Regions from separate parts of the Sus scrofa genome. Here regions 1, 2 and 4 are each linked to region 3. A link is a contact called in public Hi-C and HiChIP or PLAC-seq data. All regions are on one chromosome and are shown on one strand. The core of a region is the stretch at or near the end of the contact, and the rest is flanking DNA. Distances in the headings are between cores, read along the strand shown. Region 1 overlaps FANCC (Fanconi anemia group C protein). Region 2 overlaps C10H9orf3 (aminopeptidase O). Region 3 overlaps C10H9orf3 (aminopeptidase O). Region 4 overlaps C10H9orf3 (aminopeptidase O).

The links. Hi-C and Micro-C count contacts between places; a contact is called where the count stands out from the background. HiChIP or PLAC-seq counts read pairs in DNA pulled down with a chosen protein or histone mark.
Region 1: a contact with region 3 is called in a Hi-C map of skeletal muscle, with 6 times the contacts expected there. The contact joins two enhancer-like sites. A contact is called at or near these places in 17 of 47 Hi-C or Micro-C datasets (alveolar macrophages, brain, embryonic fibroblasts and 11 more) and 2 of 2 datasets of contacts at active chromatin or transcription factors (alveolar macrophages and skeletal muscle).
Region 2: a contact with region 3 is called in an H3K27ac HiChIP or PLAC-seq map of alveolar macrophages. The contact joins two enhancer-like sites. A contact is called at or near these places in 2 of 47 Hi-C or Micro-C datasets (epiblast stem cells and heart right ventricle) and 2 of 2 datasets of contacts at active chromatin or transcription factors (alveolar macrophages and skeletal muscle).
Region 4: an H3K27ac HiChIP or PLAC-seq map of skeletal muscle shows a contact between it and region 3. The contact joins two enhancer-like sites. A contact is called at or near these places in 4 of 47 Hi-C or Micro-C datasets (alveolar macrophages, embryonic fibroblasts, retroperitoneal adipose tissue and 1 more) and 2 of 2 datasets of contacts at active chromatin or transcription factors (alveolar macrophages and skeletal muscle).

What each region holds. Positions count from the first base shown.
Region 1 is chr10:27,046,461-27,049,831 of Sscrofa11.1, forward strand. FANCC (Fanconi anemia group C protein) reads left to right here. Exons shown (of 14, transcript XM_021064601.1): 13 at 2,004-2,184. Among named protein-coding and RNA genes, the nearest start is that of MIR24-2, 31 kb to the right of the region's middle. Within about 2 kb of position 1,686, at least 16 of the 83 cell types and tissues checked have an H3K27ac peak or open chromatin away from gene starts, as enhancers often do. A contact at or near this core is called in skeletal muscle, where this site is marked.
Region 2 is chr10:27,087,104-27,090,303 of Sscrofa11.1, forward strand. The region is part of intron 15 of C10H9orf3 (aminopeptidase O); the gene reads right to left. Among named protein-coding and RNA genes, the nearest start is that of MIR23B, 8.4 kb to the left of the region's middle. Within about 2 kb of position 1,523, at least 6 of the 83 cell types and tissues checked have an H3K27ac peak or open chromatin away from gene starts, as enhancers often do.
Region 3 is chr10:27,396,803-27,400,171 of Sscrofa11.1, forward strand. All of the region lies in intron 3 of C10H9orf3 (aminopeptidase O), which reads right to left. Among named protein-coding and RNA genes, the nearest start is that of C10H9orf3, 74 kb to the right of the region's middle. Within about 2 kb of position 1,624, at least 33 of the 83 cell types and tissues checked have an H3K27ac peak or open chromatin away from gene starts, as enhancers often do. A contact at or near this core is called in retroperitoneal adipose tissue and skeletal muscle, where this site is marked.
Region 4 is chr10:27,106,720-27,110,060 of Sscrofa11.1, forward strand. The region is part of intron 14 of C10H9orf3 (aminopeptidase O); the gene reads right to left. Among named protein-coding and RNA genes, the nearest start is that of MIR23B, 28 kb to the left of the region's middle. Within about 2 kb of position 2,067, at least 43 of the 83 cell types and tissues checked have an H3K27ac peak or open chromatin away from gene starts, as enhancers often do. A contact at or near this core is called in retroperitoneal adipose tissue and skeletal muscle, where this site is marked.

The DNA of each region.
Region 1 (3,371 bases), core at 436-2,935, 350 kb before region 3:
GGCCCGGGATCCAGCATTGCTGTGAGCTGTGGTGTATGTAGGTCACAGACATGGCTCAGGTCCTGCATTGCTGTGGCTGTGGTATAGGCTAGAAGCTGTAGCTCCAATTTGATCCCAGCTTGGGACCTTCCATGTGCCATGGGTGCGGCCCTAAAAAGTTAAAAAAAAAAAAAAGAAAAGAAAAGAAAATCCATTCTAACGTAAATTCTACCAATATGATATCAGGTACCTCTTACATGTGTTCTTTCCCTAGAAGCATTCGCGTTGAGGCTTTGCTGAATTCTTTGTAACATCATACCCTTCCGCTTCCTCTCAGCTTCCTTGCTTTTAGAGTAGAAGTATTTTATTCATTGTCTCTCCTAGCCTCCTCAGACTGTCTTCACGTGTTCCTTTGGCAGCTGCTCCCTCTTGATCTTCTCTGCCCTCTCAGCATCGAGCCAGTGCTCTTCTGTTCATCGTCACTGCTGCAGGCTTAGGCGCCAGTTATTCACTCCTCCCCACCGCCACCACCAAGACTCTTAGCAGTGCAGGAGACAGAAGTCTGGCAGCCAAGCGGGGATCAGAGGATTGGCCACAGTAACGACCTGCCATAGCCTGGCAGCCCCATACACACTCCTGGCCGTCTCTGTTGAAGAGCAGAACCTAGAGCCGAAACCTCATGGGGCTCCTGGTGAACCCAGATCCGCCTCAGCTCGTTGGCGGGGCCACCTGCAGGGAGGGGTCTATGAGCAGCTGAAGGCACCTCCCAGCCAGCCCCATGGAGGTGCCTTGCACACTCAGCTGCTGGAAGAAGAGAGGGAGAGCGACCAGGCCTTGAGCCCTGATCCAGGCACACTGCCCACCTGGGAGCAGGGAGCGCGGGGGAGCCCCGCGGCTCAGCTTCCTCATCCGTGAGGTCTGCAGGGCAGAGACCCCGTGGAGCCTGTCCCTGGCTTTCGAGACATAACCCAGCGCACTGCCCATGTGCCCTGGTCCATCAGCTCGCCCTCTCGTGGGGACAGGTGTAACCTGCTCCCCTTCTTCCCTTTCGGTCCGCTGCTTTGCAAGCCGGATTTCAGACCATTCATCACTTGTTCTCAGGAGGACTTGGACAGCAGGAAGCAGTGACTCAGGGAGGTGGGAACAGTGCTCGGAGCTTGGGGATCCCAGGGACCAAGCAGGGGAATAGGCGCCCCAATCCAACAAAGACGGAGCCTGCAGCAAGGCTCAGAGCTCCCCTCTTCCAGGAGCTTCGGGCCAGTCCTGCTCCATTTTTCCCAGGGGAGATGTCAAACTGCTGGCACTGTCACTGTGCAAAATTAATGGTCCTTCCCTCAGCAGATTCTCCTCTTGAACTGCAGCTCCCAACTCCCCGTGTGACAAAGGATAGCCTCACAAAAGCTTTAACCTCTCAGCATTGAGAGATACATGATGACAGGAAAGAATACAATATACAGCTCATTAAAAATTCGTAATTGCCAAAATACTAACCAGAACCTTGTGTTTTGCAAGAAAAGCAATAGCACACGTTTCTGCCTGCGTCCCTCCTCTGGTCTCCGTCTGCACCCCAGGGAGTCCCTGCTTTCCTGGCTCGGGGCTGCCCTGGTGGCGGCCTTGCAGCTGTGAGGCCCCGCTCTCAACAGCAGCCCAGCTGCGCAGGCCACGCAGAAGGCAGAGCGGCGCCTGAGGGCTCTCATCTTGCATCACGCTCACTGGCCCTGGGCCAGCATCTTCCTTTCTCAAAGGCCAGTGCTCACTCAGGGTCCCTGGATGTAACGATTTCAGTGTCTGAGGTCCTCAGGGCACTGGAGGCTTTGAGAGGCAGGCCTTTGGAAGGCCCGGGACTGGTTCAGGGTGGCATTGTGAGCTCTCTTCCTGCGTCTAACTTGTATCCCTTGCAAGTTGTACTCCAGTGGATAAGAACAATGGGAGCCAGCCATTCGCAAACATTACAGTTGCTTTAAGAAACTAAAGGAGAAAGAAATCACGTTGCCCGGCTGCCATGTGTTTTGGTTCTGTTCCAGGTCCTACGGAGGCCCCTTTGAGAGCTGGTTTTTGTTCGTTCACTTTGGAGAATGGGCTGACATCGCGGCTGAGCAGTTGCTGATGGTGGAGGCTGAGGCCGAAGCCCCTGAGGCCCTGCTGTGGCTCCTGGCATTCAGCGGCAGCCCAGGCGCCGGGCGTCGGCAGAGATCACAGACCATGGTGGGTGGCAGGGTCCACGGCGAGTGGCCTCCGGGGCTGGTCTCTTGGGAGCAGAAAGGAGCCTGCAGGAAGGGGCTGGGCAGTAGCTTGGCTTCCCCTGACCCGAGACCCTCCCCACCAGCCCCTCGGGGTTTGCGCGTGGAGCCATGCGTGGGCTGGGACGAGAGTGGGAACTGGGCCTGTGATGAACTGGAGGCCACTCTGCTCTTGTCCCCTGGGTCATTTCCCCTCATGTTGCCTGCAGCCACCCTGTTCTGATTTATAGGCGCGCCTGGTCTGGGGCCGCACCCTCCACGGATCATCTCGGGGTCTGACTGCTTTTCTGAGGAGCGGCCTGGCGGGCTCTGCTTCTGTCTTGACTGAACTCCTGTCTTGGATCAGTCAATAGATCCTCACATTACGGGCTTTGTTGAGAACTCTTACTGAAGTAATCACCTGATATTAACCACTTAGCTTCTGCAAAAGGACATGGTCATTTTCTAAATAACAGAGCAGCAAAGTACAAGAGTGGCTAACTGTCCGTGGAAAGACAGTTGTTATTTTGTGTGGAATAGAATAATTACAGGAGCAGCACTCTGATTAAAGGCATCGGCGCCTTCCTTGCAAACATTTATTTGCTGGTTTTTAAAAGTTCAACTGCCAGAGCTTTTTGTTGATTTTAATAATTAAAGGGAGCAGGTTTCTTTATGTAGAGAGCAGTGCTCCTATTTGCCTGGTGTGTTCTGCAGTTTGAAAACAAAGACCAGTTCAGATGTGTCTGTATATTTTACTTGTTTAAAGGTATGTTACATGGCAGAGGGAAGAAAAGAGTTTGGCATTTTAAAAAGCTAAAATTTGGTGATGATTTTGGATCAAAAATAGAATTTTTTTCAGAAATGAACATTATTTGATTGCCTGCTGATTAAAAAGAAAGCCAGATTTTTTTCCCTTTTAAAATATCACATGAAACTGATGAAAGAGAATCCTGGTTGGTTTTCATCATCTTTTAATAATAGTTAAGATGTACGAAGCACTAACGATTTCTGAAGCTATTATGTACACTTTATTTTGATTCTGTATAAGCTAAATTGGTAGGTTATGTGTTCTATTCCATATAGATCATAGAAACTGACAGAGATTACTTTTGAAGTATAGAGACTTATTTCCTCTATACTTCAAAGTTGTCCAATGAGACTTATTTTCTTCTT
Region 2 (3,200 bases), core at 273-2,772, 310 kb before region 3:
CAAAGTGACCCCATCACACGTACACATATACACTCTTTTTCTCACATTATGCTCCATCATGCTCCATCACAAGGGACTAGATACAGTTCCCAGCGCTCTACGGCAGGACCTCATTACCTATACCTTCTAATTAGTTGATTATGATGGAGGTGGTGGGTCACCTTGTCTTTCAGCTTCCCCAGGGAGAAGTAAACAGGGACAGCGTGCACATCTATGGGGCACCAGGACCCAGGAGGCCTGCCTGAGCCTCTCTCACTTCTTGACTCTGCTTAGGTGTCAACGTTTCATACGTGTCTACATATGCCAAGACAGCTCAACATTTGCACTTTAAATATTCACATCTTCCAGTTCCCATAGTGGCTCAGTGGTTAATGAATCTGACAAGCATCCATGACGATGCAGGTTTGATCCCTGGCCTTGCTCAGTGGGTTAAGGATCCAGTGATGACATGAGCTGTGGTGTAGGTCACTGACACAGCTCTGATCCCATGTTGCTATGGCTGGCAGCGGCAGCTCCGATTCGACCCCTAGCTTGGGAACCTCCATATGCCACGGGCACGGCCTTAAAAAGATAAAAGACAAAAAAAAAAAAAAAAAAAAAAGAAAAAAAGAAAAATGGAAAAAACCTAAATATTCACATTTTATTTTACTGCCCTTATGTCTCAAGAGAGAAAAAAAAATTAATGACTTTTCACCTGTGACTCAGATTCCTAAAATCACTCCAAATTCATGCAAGGAATCACCTGAAAGCCTCGAGCCAGCAAACACCTTAGCCTTGAATTCCAGCAATGCAGTCAGGCCTCAGAAAGGTAAGGGCCAAGGGCGAGGGAGGTCCAGCCAAGCTGACCGGCTTCTGGCTGGCTCCTCCCATTTCTACCAGTGCTAGAAAAACAGCACTGCCTTGAAGGGTCTGTAGTATTCCCACACCACGTCCCAGTATATATAAAGACAGATTCAGAGACAAGTCCCATGACCCAGTGGGCACCTCTGCGACATAACCATGATCTTAATTTGGACATGCTGGGGCTCCCTCTCATTTAACTGTTCCCGCCTGTAAACAGGAAAGAAAAATTACTAAAAGACAACCTCCCAGGCCCTCCACCCAAACCCTCAACCTCTTTCAACCTGAGAATTTTAATGCATCCAGAACCAGCTCCTATTAAACTCAAGAAGAGGGGTTGGCAAGGTCCAGAGCCAGACACAGGGAGCACTTGTAGCTTCTTGGCCCATTTGCCACATCACAAGAGCAGCCTAGATAATATGTAAATGAGTGGGCATGCGCATGGCTCTCTTCAGATCAAATGTTATTTACAGAAACAAGCAGTGGGCTTGACTGGCCTGGCTAGTGTGCTGACCCCTGATCTGCAACAGAAATCCAAGACTTAGGCTTCTGAATGACGTGCTGGTAACCGTTGAACCCCCTCCCCCAAATCCACCAGCATGATGCAGAGAACGCAGAGCTGGGAGGCCCTTGTGAGCTGGCTCAGGCCAGCTTCAGCCTAACCTGCCCAGAAATCTATGGTGTTCTTTTCCTTTCTCTGTGGACTGAACTCCTAGGAAACCTGCTCTGACATCACAGAGCACCTCTCGGTTACTGGCCAGCACAAGTGCCAGGTGCCACACGTGGGTGCAGGATCTGGCGCCGAGCAACTATGAACTTTAGGAAAAAGAAGCCGCTCCACGAGCTCACCCCCAATCTCCCTGGCTGAGGCTTTCCTGTGCAAATCACTACACATCCCAGATCCTGTGTTCACTTTATAATTCTCACTGCTCTTTTAGGTTTTTTTTTTTTTTTAAACTTCAACTTTAGTGTGTTTTCCATAAAGCTACTTCAAAGAAACACCAATTCTTATATGGGAATGCTCCCCCATAGCCTGCTTATTATCTACTGGACTAATTTTCTAAAGTGGTTTTCCAAGTTTCCTTAAACACAACTAGTCTTATAAAAAAAATGTCATCTGGAACCCCAGTATATATAAAGACAGATTATGGAAAAAAATATGAGTTCTTCAAGTAATTTAAACCAGTTTGGCAGAAAGCATCTATTCTCCTTTGGGGAGGGGCGGGGGGGGGCTTGGGTTTCTCAGAGATGGAGTTTGAAAACCATGTCTTACAGAAGAACTCTCATGCCTCAAGAGTAAATGGAGTCAGAGACTGAGCAGACACTGCTTAGGGCAAGACAAAACAGCTTAGTTCTAACTCCTAAACTTGACTCTGGCAGCCACTGTGCCATCAACAAAGTATATGAGACAGGTCACAGGAAGGAAATCACCTGTGTTGCTTCTGTCACTTGAAGCCTGGAGCCAGGGTGTCTCATTCAATGCTGTGCTTGATAAAGCACCTGTGGCTTCTGTAAACAGCTGTGCTTTATTTTTGAATGTTTAAACATTATTATTATTATTATTATTTTGTCTTTTTAGGGCTGCACCCGCAGCATATGGAGGTTCCCAGACTAGGGGTCAAATCGGAGCTGTAGCCGCCAGCCTACACCACAGCCACAGCAGCGTGGGATCCAAGCCATGTCTGCAACCTACGCCACAGTTCATGGCAATGCCAGATCCTTAACCCACTGAAGTGAGGCCAGGGATCAAACCTCCAACTTTGTGGTTACTGGTTGGATTTGTTTCCACTGAGCCACAACGGGAACGCCTGTGCGTTATTTTTCAGTGTTTTAAAATTATAAACAGGTAACTTGACACATATAAAGAGCCAATGAACATGAGATTCTAGCCATTCAACCAAATTCATTTCTGATCTTTACAATAACAGCAACCAACATGGAATATATTGTTTTGTGTTTTTCCTCATTCTCTCCATTTGCCACTGCTGGATTTACCGGCTAAAATGTGGCCCACTTACTTTCCCTGAGTGAGGACTGGGGGGGGGGGGGGCGGTTTCCCTCCTGCTAGTGGACTACAGCTCCATCCGTCTCTCGACCTTCTGATGATGCCAGAGAGTCAATCGCAAGTGTGTCCCAAAAAGTCCACTTTGGGGCTCAGAATTCCTCAACCCTGCCTGCTCCCCCGAGGGTCACTCTCCTAGAGCTGTGTCTTACATCCTCTCCAGCTCAGTGCTCTCTGAAACTGCTGTTTCTTTTCTTTTCTCGTCTTTTTTAGGGCCACACCTGCAGGAATATGGAAGTTTCCAGGCTAGGGGTCAATTAGGAGCTGTAGCCACCAGCCTACACCACAGCCGCAGCAA
Region 3 (3,369 bases), core at 374-2,873:
TAAAACAATTACCTTAATTCTTCATATACTATTCTAAAAAATTGTCCTATGAATGGTGTTGAAGATTCTCTTTTAAGGTAGGAAAAGTGGAAAGGAAAAAAGGAAGAATGTGATGGAGTATTTGTTCATGGGAGGAGAGAGACCTTTTTATTCTAAACCTGTGAAAAACTTGGCTAGTTATTTGTTTAGAAAATCATTTTTACAAAAAGAAAAAAAATAAGTGCAAAAAATCAAGATGCTGTAGTTCTTTCTACCTATCAATCATGCCTACTACTAGTAAGTTCAATACAAAACTTATGGAATATCATTGTCCTATTCTTAGAGAAGTCGGATAAACTCACTCCAAACACACCAAAGGCACAGCCATACCATTCACAAACACCCTGCTTCCACAGGGGCAAAAGCAGATTTATCTTTGCCGAGTTAAGCATCTTCCGGAATTTCTCATTTTTAAAGGGTTAGAGTTTCACTGAAAATTAAAGCAGGCATTTAAATTCTTCTTTCAAAAGCATCCACTTCATCTTTTAAACTTTTCTACTGTAGCTTAGACAAACAAGATGCAGCTTTTGGAAACATCAAATTGATACATGCTTTCATTTATGTATCATATTTCTTCACTCAGTTCTTCTGAGGCACCTGCTTCTTTCCTACCTCAAGCTTTTTTCTTTCTCTAGTAGCTATTCTCTCTCTTTTTTTCTTTTTTTTTTTTTTTTTTTTTTGTCTTTTGCCTTTTTCAGGGCCACACCCATGGCAATATGGAGGTTTCCAGGCTAGGGGTCCAATCGGAACTTTAGCTGCCGGCCTATGCCAGAGCCACAGCAACGCCAGATCTAAGCCGTGTCTGCAATCTACACCACAGCTCATGGCAACGCTGGATCCTTAACCCACTGAGCAAGGTCAGGGATCAAACCTACAACCCCATGGTTCCTAGTTGGATTCGTTTCTACTGTGCCACGATGGGAACTCCTCTAGTAGCTATTCTTAATTTCAGAACTTCTTGCCCAAACTATGTCAAGCTATTTCATTATTTTGGAACACCTCTGTATTACAAATTTTAAATGCTTGATGATATGTATAGGAACACGCATATATATGAATATGAATTTATAAGTGTATATACTATATATTTAATGTAATAAATATAATAGATATATAATTATAAATATAATAGATATGTAACAATAATAAATATAATAGATACATAACAATAATAAATACAGTAGACATATACAACATAGGTGAAGCTCCCAGTTTTGTTGCTCTTCCTCTCTTGGCTTCTTTCTCTAGTTTTTGGGTCTCTCTGCAAACCCCGACTTTTTTTCCTCTCACTACGTTTTAGATGCTGTATCTACGCGTTCTGGTTTTATGAGCTAGTGCCACCCTCCAGAATACTCATGGTGTGACTGTCTTTCCTTAGCTCTTTTCCGCTGTTGCTCAAGGGCGGGAACTGGCATCAGAACAAAGGAGACAGTAAGACGCCCTGGGCTGGTATGCACCAACACTGCCTGACCAGGGCCATGTGCCAGATCATGCCATGGCTTCTCAGGCTCTGATGCCACTGGGCAAGGCTTCAGGTTTCCTTCCCGGTAACATGGAACCGCCTACGGCACGGACTGGAGAGAATGACCTTCAAGATCACACTAGTGAACCAGGTAGAAGAGCGCCACCTACTGAACCCAGAACACAAGCACCTCCACAGGTTTTGAGGTTTTTGTCCCTGGTGGCTAATACATAAAGGAATACCTTTCACCAGATTGGCTACCCCAAGTCTCACCTGCATTCTGACCGCAATTAAATCCTAGGATAAACTAGTTCTCCTTAAACTTAAAATACGAAATGGATCGGCACACTGGACAACAAATCATTCTGTGCCAGACGGTCATAAGCATGCTTTAGGACTTCACTTCCTTGAGAAAAATCATGAATGTCAAGCTTAAGACAAAAAACCCATAGCAACAAGAATTGGTATACACATGCCTGCCAGAATCATCCTAATCCAAAAGAGATCGTGATGACTTCCCCGTATGCCAAATATGGTAAGTGCAACGCTAGAATGACAAGCAAGAACTAGTCAAAAGCAAGTTGCGAACAAAAGAATGAACTGACAAAGATTTAGAAAGTGCAGGGCATTATGTGAGACCTTACGAAGGATGTAGCAGAGCAGAGTACTGTCCTCCATCACCAGGGGTTTTCTAATCTAAAGAGAAAAGATGTACTCACTTCTGTACTCCTACCCCTGGAAACACATGTGTGTGTGTGTGTGTGTGTGTGTGTGTGTGTGTGTGTGTGTATTAGCCTGGAATAAAGTTTCCTCGGTTGGAGAAATAAGGAGCTCTCCCTACTTCGCATTCTCTCTTTGTGTAAACAATCATGACCAGTCCTACACGTCTTTTAATTTACCAGGTCCTTACACGTCATTCCTGGTTGCTTGCTGTGGGAGCAGGCTAAATAGTACTGCTTATTTGGAGCCATCAAGAGAGAAGAAAAGTTGGCTTTCAGTGGCACACCAGAGGGTCCAGACCCTGAAATCTTGGCTTTTCTCTAGACTTTCCATACAAAATCAAGACAGAATGTCAGGGAGCTGGTCTATTGGACAGGCTGGAGAGCAGCATTTTGCCCGGGATGAAGTAATGTCTACAGTCTCTTACTTTTGCATAGAAAAACAAAATCAGATCCTAAGCGAGGGCACATACAGCTTTTAACACCTTTCATTTGTTCATATGCTTCTTCTCCAACATTTGGAAGGAGCTTAAATTAGCCAGTCTTATTCATTCACTTGAAGCTTCCTAGGAAAAATATAAGCGGAATGTTCTAATTTTCTAGGAATTAGACTCTAAATTAGACCCTGAAAAAATAAAACAAAATTCAACAACAACAAATTACCAAATGGTGGAACAGGAATGTACTACATCGATTTTTTTTTTCCTTTTAAAAGATACTGAGTTTGGAGAAAAGGCATAAACTCTAATCAGAAGCAAAACTAAAGGAAAGACCCTGAAATCACTTTTGTTACTATCAGTGGTGATCTTAAATGCTTCTTCCATGAATATATTACTTCTGTCTGATTACAGAGAACACATTCATTCAACAAGTAAGTACTGAACACCTATTCTATACGAAACACTGTACTGGGCATTGGGTCTCTGGGCGTAATAGTTTAGCTATATTTTGGCAGGGAATACAGGCTGACAACAAGAGTCAGGCTAACATTTCTGTCTGCCCAAATGACATGATGGTGAGAAAGTTCAATAATAAAGGATAAAGGAGCCAAATAAGTCAATCTAAATCGGTTTTTTTTTTTTTTTTTTTTTTTTTTGCATTTTAGGGGCGTCCATGTGGCGTATGGAAGTTCCCAGGCTAGGAGTCGAA
Region 4 (3,341 bases), core at 817-3,316, 290 kb before region 3:
CGGGATCCTTAACCTACAGTGCCAGGCCGAGGATCAAACCCGAGTCACCACAGAGACAATGCCGGATCCTTAACCCACTGCACCACCACAGCAATGCCTTGGATTCATGCTTTTGGATCTCCTGCAGTTTTCTTCTAAGCAGAAAGTTCACACATGGGCACAGAGAAATAGAACCAAGAGGATCACTGCAAGCTTCCGCCCTCCCTAATTTTAGGCAATGGAAAAGCAGGGAAAGCCAGGACCCTGACGTAAGATGGGCAGCCAAGAGGGAAGGGAGGGAGTTAAACCAGTGTGGTTCTTTGTTCAGTTTACTTTAATTGGAGAAATGAAAAGAGCAAGCAGGCGCACACCCCCCATCAGCTCTCCTTCCTCCCTCACGAAGGAAGGCGCCCCATGGATGCGGCAAGCACCAGCTTGTTCAGAGGCGGGCAAAGGCACCAAGGCCCAACAGAGAATGAGAACATTCCTTCTTGGCAGTTGAGAGTCCTTCAGAAAGGGTTTGTGTAAATGACTCTCACTTAGTAAACAACTTGTAGCCATTTGGCTTTCAAGTGTAACTTTCTAACCCACGAGTGGGGGTGGCAGGGATGAGGGAGTTTCTAAACAAGGAGAAAACTAGAAAAAAACAGGGATCAAATGCTATTTTAGTAGACAGACAATAAAACCAACTCAGTATCTTTCACTCAGGGATAAGGAAGTAAACATTACCTCATTTTTACATGAGAGTACAGATCTTGAAAAGAGGGTCTTAAAACAAAAACGGGGTCAGTAGCTCGCTTTAATAAAGTACACTTCGCTTTGTAAAATAAACATTTACTCCCTCTAAAGCCACCCTAGGATGAAAAAGTACTAAGTAATAAACCAAAATGTTTGCAAAGCCACCGAGAGATATCTTACACTAGCGAATGGGCTCAGACGCTGTGCCGGGGGGGCCACCCACCCTGGCAGCTGGCACGGCGGCAACCGGGAAATGCTCTGTGGGTCACTCCACTGCCACCCACGGAGAAATCAAATGAAATTTCACATGACTTCCAGGCGGACTCTGTTTAACACGGTTGTATGGGGGCAGCAGACAAGACACCGCTACCAGGCACACTATGGAGTGATTAAGAAAAACAAAGCACATGCTTCGGAGCATTATCTCCTGAGAAGGCAGCTCCTGTGAACATTATAAAAAGAATTTGCCTTTATTTCTGAGGGTCTAGTAGCACTCACACCCACAGTTCAACAGTGACAGGAATAGAAAGTTCTTTTTCCTTTGCACAAACAAGGAATTCATGATGAGGTTATTATTTTTTCCATATGGAAACCAGCTCGGTATTTTTAAATTGCATCTGCCTCAGAAACTTAGACAAAATAAGAATGGGGTGCCAAAGTCATGTGGGTACTGGAAACAGAGAACTTCACAACAGTGGGAAACGTACTCGCGCCCAACACACAGAAGACCTGAGGAGGTCAAGTCACTACAATGAGATGTGCTAAGACTTTAGGAGTCTGTGTTCTTGCTCTAAACAGGGAGGATTCCATGGTTGCTAATTACCCAGAAATGCAAAGGGGGGGGGGTAAAAAAAGTCTACCTCGTAATTTTTCCCAGTCAACATAAGAGTTGAGGCAAGCCGCACAAGTCTGAACAGTTCTCAAGAGTTGGTACATACAATCTTGGAAAGAAAGTATGGATTCTTCCAACACCACCCCCCCGTACCCCTACCTCCCAGTCTACAAGCAGCACAAAGAAAAGGAACCCTGATTCTTCTAGAAGCCTAAGAGGCCGCGTAGGGCTGTCCCGGGGGCTTCACTCACTCCTGGCTCCCCGAAGACCACCCACACAATGGAGGCCCCTCCACCGGTTCTCTCGCTGTAGCGCCACCCTGAAAGGGCCAGCTGGCCTCCGAGGGCAGAAAATGTCCCCGACGCCTTGCACACTGACCTTCCACAAGCAGGACAGACGCAGGAAGCTGGGGCACGCGCACGTCCGAGGCCCCCGGCCGCACCCCTCCTAAAGCAAAGGAGGGCACCTCCCCTCGCAGCCCAGCTGGCGCTGCAGCCGCACACGAAGGCAGCCTCCTCGGAGAGGCTCCCAGACGGGGGTGAGCCCGGGACTGATGCAGCCACCGACTGACAGTGGCGTGAGTTCTATTATTACCCCATTAGCACTCTGGGATCTGTGCCTAAATGAAGCATGCTTCCTCCCTGATGCCGCTTCCTTTTATCCTGGCTGGAGACTAACAGCGGATCAATGGGGGCAATACATATGATGTCACTTCAATTTACAGCGACGGCCTCCCTCTCTTTCAGCTGGTCTGAAATACACGGAAAGATCGATTCTTCCCAAAAATGGTTAAAAAATGCTTAGGGAGCATTCTTCGTCCAGAAAAGCATTCTCTGCTATATTTGTCGATGTTACTACGGCAGGAACTGTTTACACTGAACAAAAACAGAAGAAATGGGGGAGGGAGGAAAACCTCAAATTCTCCTGGACGCTGGCTACATGGAGGGTCCAAACCAGAATTGGGGTGGCTGACCTTTGGAAGTCACACATTTTCTGGCACAGAGGTACAAAAGAGACAGCGGTTCTCCATGGCCCCTTGGATTAAAAAGGTAATCCCACAGATATAAAGTGTCCTTTAAATCAGCCTTCCCCAGAAGTCTAACAAATTCCCTTCTACTCTTCCCAGAAAACACACCCACCCCACTCTACACCCTCAAGTGCCCCCACAGAGCACAGGTGTGACAGCAAACTGTTCCCATTCATAGGTCTTCCCACGAAGGGCCACGAGGAACTCCGACAACAGGACACAAGACAGAACTTTAAACCAAGGTATCCTGCAGACACTGCTCTGAACCAAAATAAAACACGGTAAGTAAAAATCTTGGGTTGTCTGAGTTTTCATACGATGAGCTTTGAAAATGGGGTAAAACTGAGATAGAATCCATGGAGATTCTCAAAACAAAAGCGTTCTTCTTCCTCACAATCCCCAAACCCCAAATCCTGAGAATCAGAACTCTGGTGAGCTGACTCTGCCCACCCCAAACCCTGACCAGGACCATGTTAGTATAGATCTTCTTTCATCTGTCACTTTTCTTTTTTTTTTTTTTGTCTTTTTGCTATTTCTTGGGCCGCTCCCGCGGCATATGGAGGTTCCCAGGCTAGGGGTCAAGTCGGAGCTGTAGCCACCAGCCTACGCCAGAGCCACAGCAACGCAGGATCTGAGCCGCATCTGCAACCTACACCACAGCTCACGGCAACGCCGGATCGTTAACCCACTGAGCAAGGGCAGGGACCAAACCCGCAACCTCATGGTTCCTAGTCAGATTCGTTAACCACTGCGCCACGACGGGAA